2 separate regions of the Zea mays genome follow, and region 2 is linked to region 1. Evidence: chromatin contacts called from public Hi-C data. All regions are on one chromosome and are shown on one strand. Each heading gives the region's core, a stretch centred on a gene start, on an enhancer-like site or on the middle of the called end of the contact. The rest is flanking DNA. Distances are from core to core; before and after follow the strand shown.

Evidence for each region. Hi-C and Micro-C count contacts between places; a contact is called where the count stands out from the background.
Region 2: a Hi-C map of endosperm shows a contact between it and region 1, with 5 times the contacts expected there. The contact joins the promoter of LOC100280275 here to the promoter of LOC100382365 in region 1. A contact is called at or near these places in 4 of 25 Hi-C or Micro-C datasets (bundle sheath, ear, endosperm and 1 more) and 1 of 3 datasets of contacts at active chromatin or transcription factors (leaf).

What each region holds. Positions count from the first base shown.
Region 1 is chr6:85,100,814-85,108,433 of Zm-B73-REFERENCE-NAM-5.0, reverse strand. LOC100382365 (GDSL esterase/lipase) reads left to right here and starts at 1,868. Exons shown (of 2, transcript NM_001175110.1): 1 at 1,868-3,203; 2 at 4,090-4,499. The coding sequence starts at 2,303. The coding sequence ends at 4,307. LOC100278279 reads right to left here. Exons shown (of 7, transcript NM_001349985.1): 5 at 6,971-7,084; 6 at 6,089-6,231; 7 at 5,204-5,715. The coding sequence ends at 5,615.
Region 2 is chr6:85,958,242-85,965,417 of Zm-B73-REFERENCE-NAM-5.0, reverse strand. LOC100280275 (Protein-tyrosine sulfotransferase) reads right to left here and starts at 2,007. Exons shown (of 12, transcript NM_001165575.2): 1 at 1,606-2,007; 2 at 1,216-1,390; 3 at 1,071-1,142; 4 at 134-422. The coding sequence starts at 1,666.

The DNA.
Region 1 (7,620 bases), core at 619-3,118:
CCTTTGGACCATCACCATAGAACACTTGTGTTGAACTTTACAAGCTTTTACACTAAGCACATGTCCAACTCTTAACACACATGCTAGTCCTTTAATTGGGTTGTCATCCAAACCACCAAAACCCACAAGAGAGTTGTCACCTTTGATGCACCATCCTTTGCCCAATCCTTTTCTTCAATAGTAAGAGAGGCTAAGAAATTCTAAACATATATGTTTTCCCTTATGTGTTTTAGAGCCTTTGTGAAATCCCTCCAAGTTGAAGGTAATTTGCCATTATGCTCCCCATCACAAATGGATCCAGCAAGATACACTCTAATTAGTTGGAGCTCACCAACAATGTGTTATATCTCATGAGATTGCTCAACCACAGAGTGATTGCCAACCATATTATAGTCATAATAACGTTCAGTGACATATAACTCATGTAAAACATTAGAGGCATTGTACTTATGTTTGACAGCCTACATGAGCTCTTTTACGCTCTTTATACTCATGTACACATCATAGAGCTTTTTAGACATACTCAAGATGCACCCTACTGTTATCATATTATCCTTGTCAAACTCCGTCTGTTTCTTAACGGTTAAAGGACCTTCATAAGGCTTCACAACTCAATACACGTCCGTAGCAGCGAGCCACAAATTAAGTTATATGGACCATCTCTTAAAGTTTGGTCCACCAAACTTCTCACGTGTCATTGTATTAGAAAAGTTATTACACATCTTAAAGATCTAAAGTATCAATTGAGTTTTTTGAAATGTTTGGCAACCACGCACTTTAAAGGTTAAGTTAATTCCTAAAGCAACTGGTAAATAAACTACGGTTACAACACGCATGATAAAAAATCATCGTATCTCTATAGCAGTTTAAATCTACATCAAACGCGAGAGGAAAACTCACCATTTCTTATAGTGGGGGATCACTTCACCGTATTTGACGATAAGATTGAGGCTAAAGGCTTCATGAAGGCCGTAGAACATCACAGTGCAGATCAACTCAGTTAGAAGTCACATGATCATTACCCAAAAACTTTTGCTCTAACTCGTGTAGGTTATTCAGCGGAGCAAGGTTTCATAGACACTGCTCTCTCTATGCATAGTTGTCACACCAGCGCTAGGGTTGGAGGGAGTCTGAGGTCCGAGAAACAGAGGTCTCTTTTCATCTTGTGTAGAAGTATGTCCCCCTAATTTATAAATGAATGGGCTTAAGATAACTTCCTCTAGTATCTATGTGGTACTATATTTTCCACCATGACACTAAGTAATAATGTATTTTTAAGGTTTATTTTGAATTTTATTGCAAGATAAATGGGCTTGCATATAAACTCCAACCATTCCATTGGCTAATTTGGATAAGCAAACAGATATATAGAAAGGCCTAGAGACAAATAGTAGGAATGAAAACGGTCGAAAACAGTATTTATTCGGTAATCAGTTTTTTTGATCGTTTTTCTTTTTTATTTCGAATAAATAGGATATAGAATCTGCTATACAAGTTTGAATTCTTGTTTTTAACATTGAGCTTGTAAAGATTCATAGAAGATAAACCTTAAATTCAACCTGTATTTTCCCAGATGATAGATATAAAACGAGTGCTGGTTACTCACGTCTGCTACCAATTCTAGACATACCCCTGCCCAGTCGCTCTGCTTTGAGAGAGAGCAGCAGCAGCAACTGAAAGTAACCTCACAGTCACAGCACAAGTCGAGCAAAACTGCAAGAGCAAATCCTCCAGGGCACGGGACTGACGGCTGATTAGCCGGCTGGAATGCTCCCGTCTCTCGCCATCATTCCGCCCAGGGCTGCCGCCTGATTGGCCGTCTTCGCTCGGAACCGACCATCACTGCCCATCGGAAAGGCGCCCTCCACGCAAAACCACATGGAAAGTCGCCGGTGGATCGCAAAGCGGTTGCTGAAAAGGCCCGGCCACACAGCGCACGTCCTCGCCGGCGCTCCTGCCGGTGCCGGTGCCGGTGCCGGGGCTAAGTAACCACCGGAACGGGCGCGCGACCCGTGTCGGGTCGGCCGCGTTCGTTTGATTCGGTTATAATAGAGTATTAGTTTATTACTAAATGAAATGATGGCATGCATGTGGTTAGCCAGGTTGACAGAAGTCACAGAACGCACTGCTCGACTCTAGCTGTTCCAGGCGGCGAGACGCAAGCGCAAGCGCAAGCGTTTTGTTGGCGAGGCTACAAAAGGCTGCTCCAGGCCAGCCGTCTCGTTCCAGTTCCATTCAAGCGCACTGCTGGACTCCAACTCGACTGCTCTGCGTAGCGGAGTAGGCTGATCAGAGGCGAGATATGAGGAGCGGCCGGCGGATGGCGGCAGCTCTGGTGGCGCTGGCGTGGGCGCTCGCGGCTGTGGCTGTGGCGGCGGCGCAGAAGTACAATGCCATCTTCAACTTCGGCGACTCCATCACCGACACGGGGAACCTCTGCACCAGCGGGAGGCCGTCGCAGATCACCTTCACGCAGCCGCCCTACGGCGAGACCTACTTCGGCACGCCGACGTGCCGCTGCTGCGACGGCCGCGTGATCCCGGACTTCCTCTGCTCCAAGTTCGGGCTGCCGTTCCTGCCGCCGTCCAAGTCGACGACGGCCGACTTCAAGGAGGGCGCCAACATGGCCATCACCGGCGCGACTGCCATGGACGCGCCCTTCTTCCGCTCGCTGGGGCTCTCCGACAAGATCTGGAACAACGGGCCCATCAGCTTCCAGCTGGAGTGGTTCCAGCAGGTCGCGTCCGCCGTGTGCGGCGGGGGGCAGGCGCAGCAGGCCGACTGCAAGAGCTACCTGGCCAACTCCCTGTTCGTGTTCGGCGAGTTCGGCGGCAACGACTACAACGCCATGCTGTTCGGCAACTACAGCGCGGACCAGGCCAGCACGTACACGCCGCAGGTCGTGGCCGCCGTCGCCAGCGGCGTCGAGAAGCTGGTGGCCATGGGCGCCACCGACATCGTGGTGCCCGGCGTGCTCCCCATCGGCTGCTTCCCCATCTACCTCACCTTCTACGGCACCTCCAGCAGCGCCGACTACGACAGCCTCGGCTGCCTCAGGAAGTTCAACGACCTGTCCACCAACCACAACAACCAGCTGCAGGCCCAGATCTCCGGCCTCCAGGCCAAGTACAAGTCGGCGCGCATCATGTACGCCGACTTCTACTCCGCCGTCTACGACATGGTCAAGAATCCAGGCAGCTACGGTACGTGCGTACGTACGTGTATACTATGCTGTCCCACCCAGCTCTCCTCCTAGCTCCTCTCCTCGTCTTCGTCCACGACCTCGCGACCGCCCCCGCCGACGCACGCGCCTCGGAAAGGATAAGGAGTCGAGTCGAGTGCTGACGAAACGCTAGCTTAGCTCCAAGCGGCTGCTAGGGAGCCTCCCTCTGATCGCTGCAAGTTGTCACGCACGCACCTCGAGCATCCGTGACGACTGCGCCCAGCCCAGGGGGTGGGCTGGCTAGCCAGGCCAGCTTTCAAACAAAGCGCGCGCTTGGCGCATCCGGCGTCCTCCCGTCGCACAGGCACAGCGCCTCTTCAATGCGCCGTCCTGGTCCTGGTCCTGGCAGTCAGTCAGTCACCAGCCTATGCAGGAATAATAGGACAGGAATCCCGTTCCATCCCGTCCCGTCACGTCACGTGTGTAAAACCCCGTGCACGCACCGATCGCAGGGGCGCGCCCCGCAGCATGCATGTGCACGGCGGCATGGTATCAGGCGGGCCTGCTGCACTGCGGCGGCGAGGTATCAGGCGGGACGACATGCCCGTTGCTCGTGCGCTGCGCAAGCGTGGGCGTGTCGTGCGGCGGCGAATAGAAAAAAAAATGACGGGGTCCCGGTACGGCCTCGCCTGTCTGTCCCGCTCGTGACGGCATTTGTTTAGGTGCCGGATCTCGCACTGAGGGGGCACTGCTCCTGCACGTTGCCCACGCGCGCCCGAGCACGAGCAGCATTGAATTGACGCGCGGGAACGAGACGCGGCGCTGCTGCTCGTCCCGTGTGCATGTGGTCTCGTCTCCGTCTCCCTCACACTGACTCGGTTTCCTCTTTGGCGCCCTCCTCGGCTCCTCCTCGTGCGCTGCTGCAGGGTTCAGCACGGCGTTCCAGACGTGCTGCGGGTCCGGAGGCGGCAAGTACAACTACCAGAACAGCGCGCGGTGCGGCATGCCGGGCGCCTCCGCGTGCTCCAACCCGGCGGCGCACCTCAGCTGGGACGGCATCCACCTCACCGAGGCCGCGTACAAGCAGATCACCGACGGCTGGCTCAACGGGCCCTACTGCCACCCGGCCATTCTCCACAGCTAAAGCGACAGGGGGGCCCAATTAATTATTAATTATTATTATTTGTTGTTTACGTTGCCGGGAGAGAAAAACAAAGTGTCTCAGCAACTGCATGCATGTGTTCCTGGTCCCTCACTGCTATGACTTACAGAGTATTATATATTAGTACTATGTATACTGGTCCTCATTTACAAATCAAATGGTATAGGGTTTTCTATTTAATTTCTCTGGTCTGCCTGTGCGTGACATGTGGCCAGGGCCCGTGAAGGCCGTCACAGGGTCACTGCACAAGGCTCCAACGTGCGTGCCGTCACGAAGTCCTAGCTATCACGAGCTCATGCATGACCAACTCCGAGCGAGAATGCCACCAAAAGGAAACTGCGACTGCTTGCACAACACAAGCAAATATTTACAGGATCCTTCTCTTGTTTCATTGCATCCATATGCATGCCTCTACCCCTTGCTTCATTACAAAACTTTCAGTGCTGCCCGGACAGCGAAAGCCGTTTCGCTGACCAATACGAGCACTGTTCCTTCCAAATGAACTAGACGCATCTGAGAAAACTCTTCCGAGTTGCTGGCCTCAATTACTGTGACTTCACGGTAGGAACAGCTAGAGTGGCCAATCACTTTCGTATTTAAATGTTTATTGTCCCAATCTCAGATCCATGCTACTTACACAGCTGGAGAGAGACACTCAATATCGCTCCCCATAACAAAAGGATTCATCTTTAATAGCAGTATAATAATCACCGGCAAGGCTCTTGCCATATATATTTTCGAGAGAGAAAATAATTTCGAAGCCACAAGTAAAAACACTGATCATAAGAATGCAGAATGAGAATGCGTTGCTTGTTATCATCCTCAAGACTCAGCTTGCTCGCTTAGTTATGGATCAGAAAATAAGTAGACGACGGCTCAGAAAATAATTTACTCCAAAAAGAGAACCTCAAGGAATATCCCTAATCTCAATCAGCCACAGCATCAGGTGTACGCATGGTCTTATCAATTAATTGCCAATGCATTCTTTCCTTCTAATTTCTATACAACAAAACTCCTTTAATTTCTGCTACGATACAGGATTGAACGTTCCAGACGTCGACCACGGTTCCAATTGCAAGAGAAGCAATGAAGGCTGCTGTGACAAGAATGCTGAATGAGAATGCCTTTGCTACAGCGCTAGGTTACGACGCCAGCCAACTATAGGTTCCTTGAGCAGTGCTCCCGCAATGATTGCGCCTGATGAATCAAATGAATACTCCAAACACATCTATTGGGTGAGGACACAGGTCAACTATCAGATCCGTAGTTTGTCCCCCAACCAAGAATCATCAATCCTCAGACTCGGACACCTCAGCTGCCACAGTTGGACCACCTGTGCATTCTTTTCTTTCATGGAGCTCTAGCATTTTTACCTCTGGGTGGCATAGACCTGTGTCACAGATTTGGACGTTAGCAAGGCCCCAGCTTGGTCTTTAATGATTAAATTGTAGACACATTGAACTGATAAAGGTCTAATAAGAAAGGGTATGAAGATCAGCTTCTACAGTTCTCTATCTAGTCTCATCCCTCATATTATGCTTACTATTTTTAGCCTTCATATGTACTCCCCTCCATTAAATGCATAGCAAAAGCTTCCTATCTAGAAATCCAAAACGTCTTATAATTTAGAAGGGGAAGAGTACATTTGATTAAAGATTCTAATGTACAATATGGAAATATGTGTGTTAGCCAAATCATTACAAGGGGGCAAGAAAATGTACAGATGCCAATCTATCCATCTAAGAAATAAGAAAGCAAATGACCTGAGCATTTTGGGATGTCCCAAACAGCAATTGAAGACTCCGTGCAGTCAGGTTCACAAAGTGCATGTGTGTTCTCATGGTTGACGTTCATAGCAAGCATCCACGATCCAATTGTAACGTCCTCGTTGCTGAACATACGGAAACTGGAGAAAACATATGCAAGAATATAGTTAACAGCAAATAAAATTATTCAATCAGAGGTTCCACAGTGATGTAATAATGCTACTATGTGAGAAACTGAATCTCACAACATCTTCAGCTGTTTCTTAATCTCAAAATGTCAGTTGCCTTGCTATTCCTGTAGCAGTTCTATACTTCTATCCATGCTCCAGGGTTTATGATTTCAATATAGCATTAGCAACCAATGATCCTTCACCATTGAAATAGTACAGCTCTACCAGGGATAGGATTATTGGAAATAGAAAGTATGGCTTAATGCTACAGCACAGATTTATACATTAATGCCATACTGATTAGCAGGTACAGGTTTAGTTAAAATTACTCAAATAAATTCCAAGTATCAGAATGTTATGCTGCATTCTTTAAGCATTAGAAGATCAAAATATTCAATCATGCGAGAGCGATGTTTTGTTACCACCATTTGTTTCTCAATTTCAGATACAATATAACAAAAGATGTTTCAAGTATATTTGCCAAGTAAAGACATTTTTGGCAATCATTAATACAGGTATTCCAGTTATACCAGACAGTATAGTTTCCAGAAACTAGTGCATGAGTTGCAATGACTAATTTGGTGGTTATACAAAAGCAAGACAAACAATCATATTTGCTTGGTACAATAAGAAACATGTGTATGTAGAAAACAATTGCAAAAAAAAGTAAGTTTCTGTTTCTTCAAGCAGAACATCCACTGCAACTTACCTGTTGTTTCGCAATGCAACCAAGCTAGCCACCACGTCAGCTGATAAAGCATAAATTGGCCCATACGCATGAAGGAAGTATTCTGATCCGAGTAAAAAGGATTGGGGCTCATACCTGGATCTCTCAAAAAGGCAGAACCAATCAAAATAAGTAGATATTATCTAATTTATGAATGATAAACCTAATAGTTTTGCCATGTGGAGCATTTACAGGTCACAACAACAAATTGAGAAAAATGCACTCTAAGTTCCACAAATTTTGCTAGTTTGGTCCCTGGATATATAAGTTACCACTATCAGCCTGAGCCTGCAGAACCTACCAATTTAATTGATGACATCCAAGCGGCTTTATGTGCAAATACAATGCAACTGTCATGCCCTCACCCCTCAGGCACAAATAAACACATTCAGTTGTATATGTGTTTGTTCTCATTCATTTAAATCATATACAGATTTTGCTTGTCTCATAGAGTGCATGTTAGTCAAATTGTTGTCTCATTTTTTTTACCATACTACCATAACATGCAGTCATGCGGATACTACTTTACATTGCAAGCACTAACACTTGATGCTCAGGAAGAGCAATCAGGGGAGACAAAGTATGTTTTTTTTTTTGTATCTGGTCTTCTAGGGACCTTTTCTCTATCTGCT
Region 2 (7,176 bases), core at 758-3,257, 860 kb before region 1:
AATTGTTGCATTTGAATAGCAGCACTTTGAGTCCACAATCATATCCACCATATGTTATTGAGTATTTTCTGCCATTATAATTCTATAAAGTACAAATCTAAACCAAATGGTGAACTGAAGTGGATAGGCATACCCTTGCAAACAGATCTTCCCTCATCCATGGAACCAAGTACTTCCAAGGCCAGATGTCCAAAGTACTGACAGCACGAGACTTTGTTAACACACGGGTAGTCATTAACTTTGCAGAAGTTAAGTTTGGATGCACAAGGAATCTAGCTGCAACTTCAACTGAGAACTCATATGTGCTAAATACACGATCAACTGGGTTTCTTAGTATCGTTACAACAGAAGTTCTCTCCCTTGGCAGCTTGGAAGTTAAGCTATAGTCATCATGACTAACAACCAGCTTGCAATCAGGATGGCTGATAAGAATACAAAATGCAAATAGAAATTGTAAGCAAATTATCTTAAGAAAAAAATTGGAACTGAACTCATGGGACAAACACTGACAGTTACTTCACAAGGAATAACAATTAAAAAGTGTTCATTCACTACCTACATATCTGTTGGCATGACCCATAGACATGTCACAACATCCATGTAAAACGTCAGTTAATATTACAAGATCTAGTTGCTATGCATGTACAAGAATTGCCGTAATTAGCATAATGGGTACCATCAATGTTAACAACTTCCACATTCCTGGTCAGATAAGCACGAAGAACATTATTTCACTAGACAGAAATGCAGTAAACCATATATCTCATTGAAATTATTTGGTTCATGATCCAAATTTGTAAAATAGAAGATAATTTTCCTAGAGGGAGTATTTCCAAAGAACATTTTTCATAAAGGCCACAAAATTAATTAATTAATTAAAAACAGCAGGGCAGATGGCACCCAGAATTTGAAGAAGACACACATTTCTTTTAACTGATTCAGACAGTTCACGGGAACAGTGCTATGATTAAGAACTCTGATGTGGTGCTCATAAAACAGATATGGTTTGTCGAATTGCCCAAATGGCATGGTGATGCAGTTGAGCAAAGTAGAGAGCTAACTTTGCTCACCTTGGATCGAACCGTAGTTTGTCGTAAGAACGCGGGCATTCCTGCGCGTTCGTATACAGCTTTTTGAGGAAGCTGCCAAGGCATGAAACATGAGCGGGATGTAGATTACTGTGGATCAAAGTGATGTCCAGTCCAGCGAATGTACCAGTGAAAGTAGGTGCGGCCTCCAGTCCTAGGAATGTGGAGGAAGAAGAGCAAATCCTTGAGGCTCAGTTTGTCCCCGTCCTTCACGCGCCCAGACGAGGCATCCGCCCAGCCCCTGACGACACCCTCGCAGTGTCTGTACCCATCGTCGGAACTGACAAGTGGAAGCAGAGCCACTGCACCACACCACCCGAACGGACGAGTGATTAGTCGAAAAACAGCGCAAAATCCGAGGCAGGTGTGTTTCCCAGCTCAACGAGCGCACCCCGCCGAAACAGTCCCAGCGAATGAATCGCTCGATCAAAACGGCGAACGCAGCCGCAGAACAGAGTTCGGACGTGCCGACTGCCGAGGAGACATGCGAGAGCCAAGGAAGAGGGGGAGGGCGCACCTGATACGAAGACGAGGAGCGCGAGCGCGCGCACGCCCAATCGAAGCGCCGCCCGCGCCATCGGTTCGTCTGGGGCACCGTCCCGCCCCCAGATCCGGCGGCGAACGCGGCGCCCAGGGGCAGCGATCGGGGAGCGAGGAGAGACACGAACACAGCGGCGACAGAATGGAGGACGACGAGCATTAAAAAGGGATGCGGGGGAGGAAACGGAAATGGAAGGACCACGAGCGGGTGGCGGCAAGCGGGGGACAGACGTAAGGGGTCGACTCGAGGACCTCGGCACCGGCGCGGGCGGCCCGGCACCCGCCGCTTTCCTCGCCTCCCTCGGTCTCCGAGCTCCCCACTGCCCTCTGCTCTCCTCTCTTCTCGTGGCGGCGTTGTTTATTCGCTCGCACGCCCAGCTGCCCAGCGCTTGAGCGCTAGTCCCAGTCGCTCGGGCCGGCACGCCCGAGGCGGGCGTAGTGGGGGTTGGCGCTTGGCTGTGGGCTGTGGCAGACTGGCAGCAGCGGTGGTGGGAATTGGGAAAGCGCAGCGGAAAGGCCAGCCGCCACGGCGCAGTGGGATGGTTTTTTTAGTGTGTAATGGGGTCCGATACGGAGCGATATTATTTATTTTCACATTTTTTTCTTAAGATTTAGATCAGATACAGATATTATTAAGTTGTCAGATAAGATTTAATGTATATCAATATTTTAAAAATCTAACTTTGGAAATACAGATACGGATAATTGTATATAGATGGGATATTGAGTACATAAACTCGAATATAAATTAGATCTCAATTCTTTTAAACAGATCGAATTCGACAACAGACGGAATATCCCATTCCGCGCCCTCCAGTCTTCAAATTCTTAATGTTTAAGGGTTTTTCACTTTAGATGTAAATATTTGGTGTTGAAGTATTTGAACCTCATTTTGAACTAGCATACTCTTGATCTAGATGGTCCCGTACATGACTAATTACTCTCCCACGCTTCGTTTTTCACTTTGGATGCAAATATTCGTTTTCCACGCACAGGATGAATCCTTAAACACCCATAGTTTTTGGTCGGTTTCACGCTACCGGCCTCAACCCTCTATCGGATTCGGGAGTCACCATCAGTCCGAGTTGCGCAAACCAACCAGCCAACCAACGATTGATTTTGCAAATTTTTTCATTGTTTTAGGGCATGTATAGCTCAAAAGATCTGGTTTTTTTTCAAATACAAGAGATACTTCATAATATAATTGTGGATATTTAGATCACAAATACAGCTAAAAGACAATATATGTAAGTGTCATGTAGAAACAGACTCTTCGAGGGCAAGCTCATCTCTTATATTTTTTTCATTTAACCCTCCAGAGGATTATGGCCCTGTTTGGTTTGAGAGACTAAACATTATCCGTTTAGTATCATTTAGTTCCTAAATTACCAAAATGGTGGGATTAAAACAGGGTCTAAACTGATTTAGTCACTAGTCCCTCAAAGAGTGACTAAAAGGAACTAAACCATATTAATTTCATCTTTTGCCCTCGTTTATTTTAGGTGCATTAATGGCGAGAGAATGTTAAGTGACATTTTGGTCTTTTTATGAGTCATTTAATGTGTTATAAATATTTATAGTACCTGGAACCAAACATGATAGAGACTAAACTATAGTACCCCAATTAAACTTTAGTCTATGGACTAAACAAATCAAACATGCCCTATATAAATAGGGTTATACATGCCCTTATACACGTCTGTTTGTTTGAAGGCCACTCTTCTAAACTTTAGGGAAAAAACAAAATCCTATTTAGTTCTAGAGACTAAAAATGAGTAAAGCCTATTAATTATTATATATAAAGACAATATTGCCCCTAATTAATATAGATGGTTTAGTTCTAGCATGTTTTCTGCACTAGGCAGATTCTGTAAAAATAAAGTTTAGCCATCTTTAATTACCCCTTAGCCTATAGACTGGCCGTGCAAAACGTTGTAGACAGTATTGTTTATAGAATAAATATGAAATAATTGATGTGAATGAGTAAGCTGCTATATATAGCTTTGATAACTAAAGGACTTAAAGTTAAAAGGTTTACTTCAGCCATCCTGTTTAATAATTTGGGGACTAAAAGTCTCTAAAATTTAGGAGGTAAAAATCAAAGGCCGAAGGCGAGTTGAGATAGATAGTTTCATGGTTTTTCCAGGACAAGGTCATCCCGACTAGCATTTGGTCCAAGAAATAGAATACATGTCTTAATTTATAATTCGTTTGTCTTTTCAATAAATTTGACCTACTCGTCTTATTCAAAATTCTTACGAAAACAAGAGAAATTCAAATCTATATTTAAAGTATATTATATGTTAAACAATATAACTGTAAAACTTAAATAATTATAAAATTTTTAATAAGACGAATCGATCAAATTTAAGATAAGAAAGTCAAATAAATTATAAATTAAAATGGGAGAGTACTTTTTATCTAATAATTGAGGTGATTGAGTAAAATGGATGCATATAATTCGTCTTTTTGGGTCACACATCTCTTCATTTCCTTTTCTTCTCGAGTTGTCATCTACGCCGGCCCACCATGCGCTCTAGTGCCACCAGCCCACTTGAGCCGCTCGCCACCAGCTCTAGCTAGCACCACCCTCGCCCTTAATTCGACGGCTCGAGCCCTCCCATGCTGCTCTAGACTAAGGACGAGTAAGCTAGACAATTCAATTAACATAATGTTTAAATAGAGAATTATAAATCATTATTGTTATTAGACATGCAGCACAACAAAATAAGACAGTGATGATGTAGTGAAAGTAGTCATATATTCTAATGTATTAGTTGGGTGCCCGTGCATTGCAACGACATGCAAAATATCCAACAAAATGTTAGTACACAACGATTATATAAAAACGAACATCATATATATTATTGATCTCAAGCTAACAAATTCTTTGGCAAGAACTAATATAGAACTAAACTAATACCAAAAAGAACGGAATAACGAGTGAGAGCAAAAAATATAATCTTTATTTCTTATCCTAAACTCGGAAGTCGTGCTAAGGACACCATAAATCTAAATAATGTGAATATTATACATTAAGGATAACAAGTGTATACATAACTTAGTTGAGATCAGGAAAATTTTGTTGGAGGGTAGAAGTGGATTGACAAACCGAAGATGCACCTTATGAGGATGTATACCAAGCACCTAGTTGTCTCCGATGAGCAACAAAAGAGCAGGAACAAGGTATAAGTTGTCAACAAAAGTCCTGCATAAGACAACTTGTAAGCGAAGGCACTACTAAATAGTTTATAGAGATAGCATAAGAATTTAGTTGAACTCATCTGAATAATTTGGATATTATTTGGCCAGGCTTCCTATTCAAAAGATAGACCAGAAAATCTCAAACTAATGGTGGTTAAAACTTGGAAGTTGTTGAGAAGCGAGATTGCATGAGTGGAATTTATATCACTGAAGCAGATATTAATGATTTTAATGTCAAATAGAAAGGATACTCAGCTCACCCCTTGGTAAGGGCTATTACCGCCTTTTCTCTTCTTAATATAATGGCATGCAACTAACTTGTGTTGAGGTAAATATGTCAAACAGAGTAAAAGTCTGAAAACCCTGTACCGCAAGTCAAACAACAGGCCTAGTCGCATAGATAACTGAAGTGTCAAGTAGAGTGAAACCCTAAACAGTGAGAAAAAGTTGACAATCAAACAAAACTTAAACAACAAGTAAACATTGACAACCAAACAGAGTAAATATTACAAATCTGCTGGTCAAGATGTTCTATTACCCTTTAGTAACCTTGGCTACTAGGGGATCCAATGATCATTTCTAAACTGCAAGCCGAAAATGAATATCAAATAATCTTAAAATAAAAATGTTTAGGTGCAGTCATACAGAGAGTTTGCTAGAACTATAACTCAATGTCTCACTATGAATTGAAGGGCAAAAGAATTCAAAAACTAAATTAAAGCACTGAACTTGTATCCACTCTGTGGAATAACCATGAAGGCGTAATAAGCTTCATAACATAAGTGTTTTTCAGGCTAGCACAAACTACACAAGTAAGGAACAATGATGTTCAATAATCTACAAAATAATATTTGACCAACTAACAATACCTAGCTACCATACACAAGGACAATGTGTCAATCAACACAACCGATACAATGTAGAGGACCCATTTTTGCACGACAGTCAACACGCCAGTACAAAAATAAATGTGAATATTTTGTTTGAAAAAAGAATGAAATCTACTTTAGTTGTAAAATTTACTTCATTAACTGAATAATCATTAGAACGTTGAAACCATTATCACACAATCATGCTATAAATTCTCATATGCAAAATAGCTTGTTTTTTGCAAGACAATTCACATGAAAATCATCAGTTAGTGCTTTTAGATTTCAAAAATAAAATGGTCAGTAATGCAATCAAGAAATCAGCTTTGCCTCCAAGATGAATCATAAAACAGAATCATTGAGGAACCCATAAAAAACAAGAAATAACAATCACCTCTGCCTCCAAGCCTCTAAGGAAGCAAAAGATATCTAGATGACAAGGCATCTTGGTAGGACACATCCAAATTTAGGATCAGTCATGTGGGTCACTTGTGGCTTTGTCAGCCATTCCCATCCAATCTACATCCACCAAAGAAACCAAAACCATCGATGAACTTAGATCAGCAACACTCCTCACCTGAGCTCCAGCGGCATCGCGACACATGCCTCATCCATCCTCCAACCAAACTTGAGCATGTTGATACCGGAGAAGAACAACGTGGTAGCAGGGCAAGGGCATATGGGAGTGGACGCGATGTGAAGGGAACGACATGTCGCCAACTGTTGAAGGGCGAAGGGCACGGACTGCCGCCTTTTAGAGCCCTAAGGATGGAGGGCTTGACACCTCGCGTGGGTACCTAAGGATGGAGGGCGCAGAACCTCGCGTGGGTGACCAGGAGCGGGTGAAAGTCGCCTAGAGGGGGAGGGGTGAATAGGGCGAAACTGAAATTCTCAAAAATAATCACAACTACAAGCTGGGTTAGCGTTAGAAATATAATCAAGTCCGCGAGAGAGGGTGCAAAACAAAACGCAAGCAAATAAAGAGTGTGACACGCGGATTTGTTTTACCGAGGTTCAGTTTTTGCGAACCTACTCCCCGTTGAGGTGGTCACGAAGACCGGGTCTCTTTCAACCCTTTCCCTCTCTCAAACGGTCCCTCGGACCGAGTGAGCTTTTCTTCTCAATCACTTGGAACACAAAGTTCCCACAAGGACCACCACAAGATTGGTGTCTCTTGCCTCAATTACAAGTGAGTTTGATCGCAATGAAGAATCAAAGAAAGAGGAAAGCAATCCAAGCGCAAGAGCTCAAAAGAACACAAGCAAATCTCTCTCACTAATCACTAAGGCGTTGTGTGGAATTTGGAGAGGATTTGATCACTTGGGTGTGTCTAGAATTGAATGCTAGAGCTCTTGTAAGTAGTTGAAGTAGGAAAACTTGGATGACTTGAATGTGGGGTGGTTGGGGGTATTTATAGCCCCAACCACCAAACTAGCCGTTTGGTGGGACTGTCTGTCGCATGGTGCACCGGACAG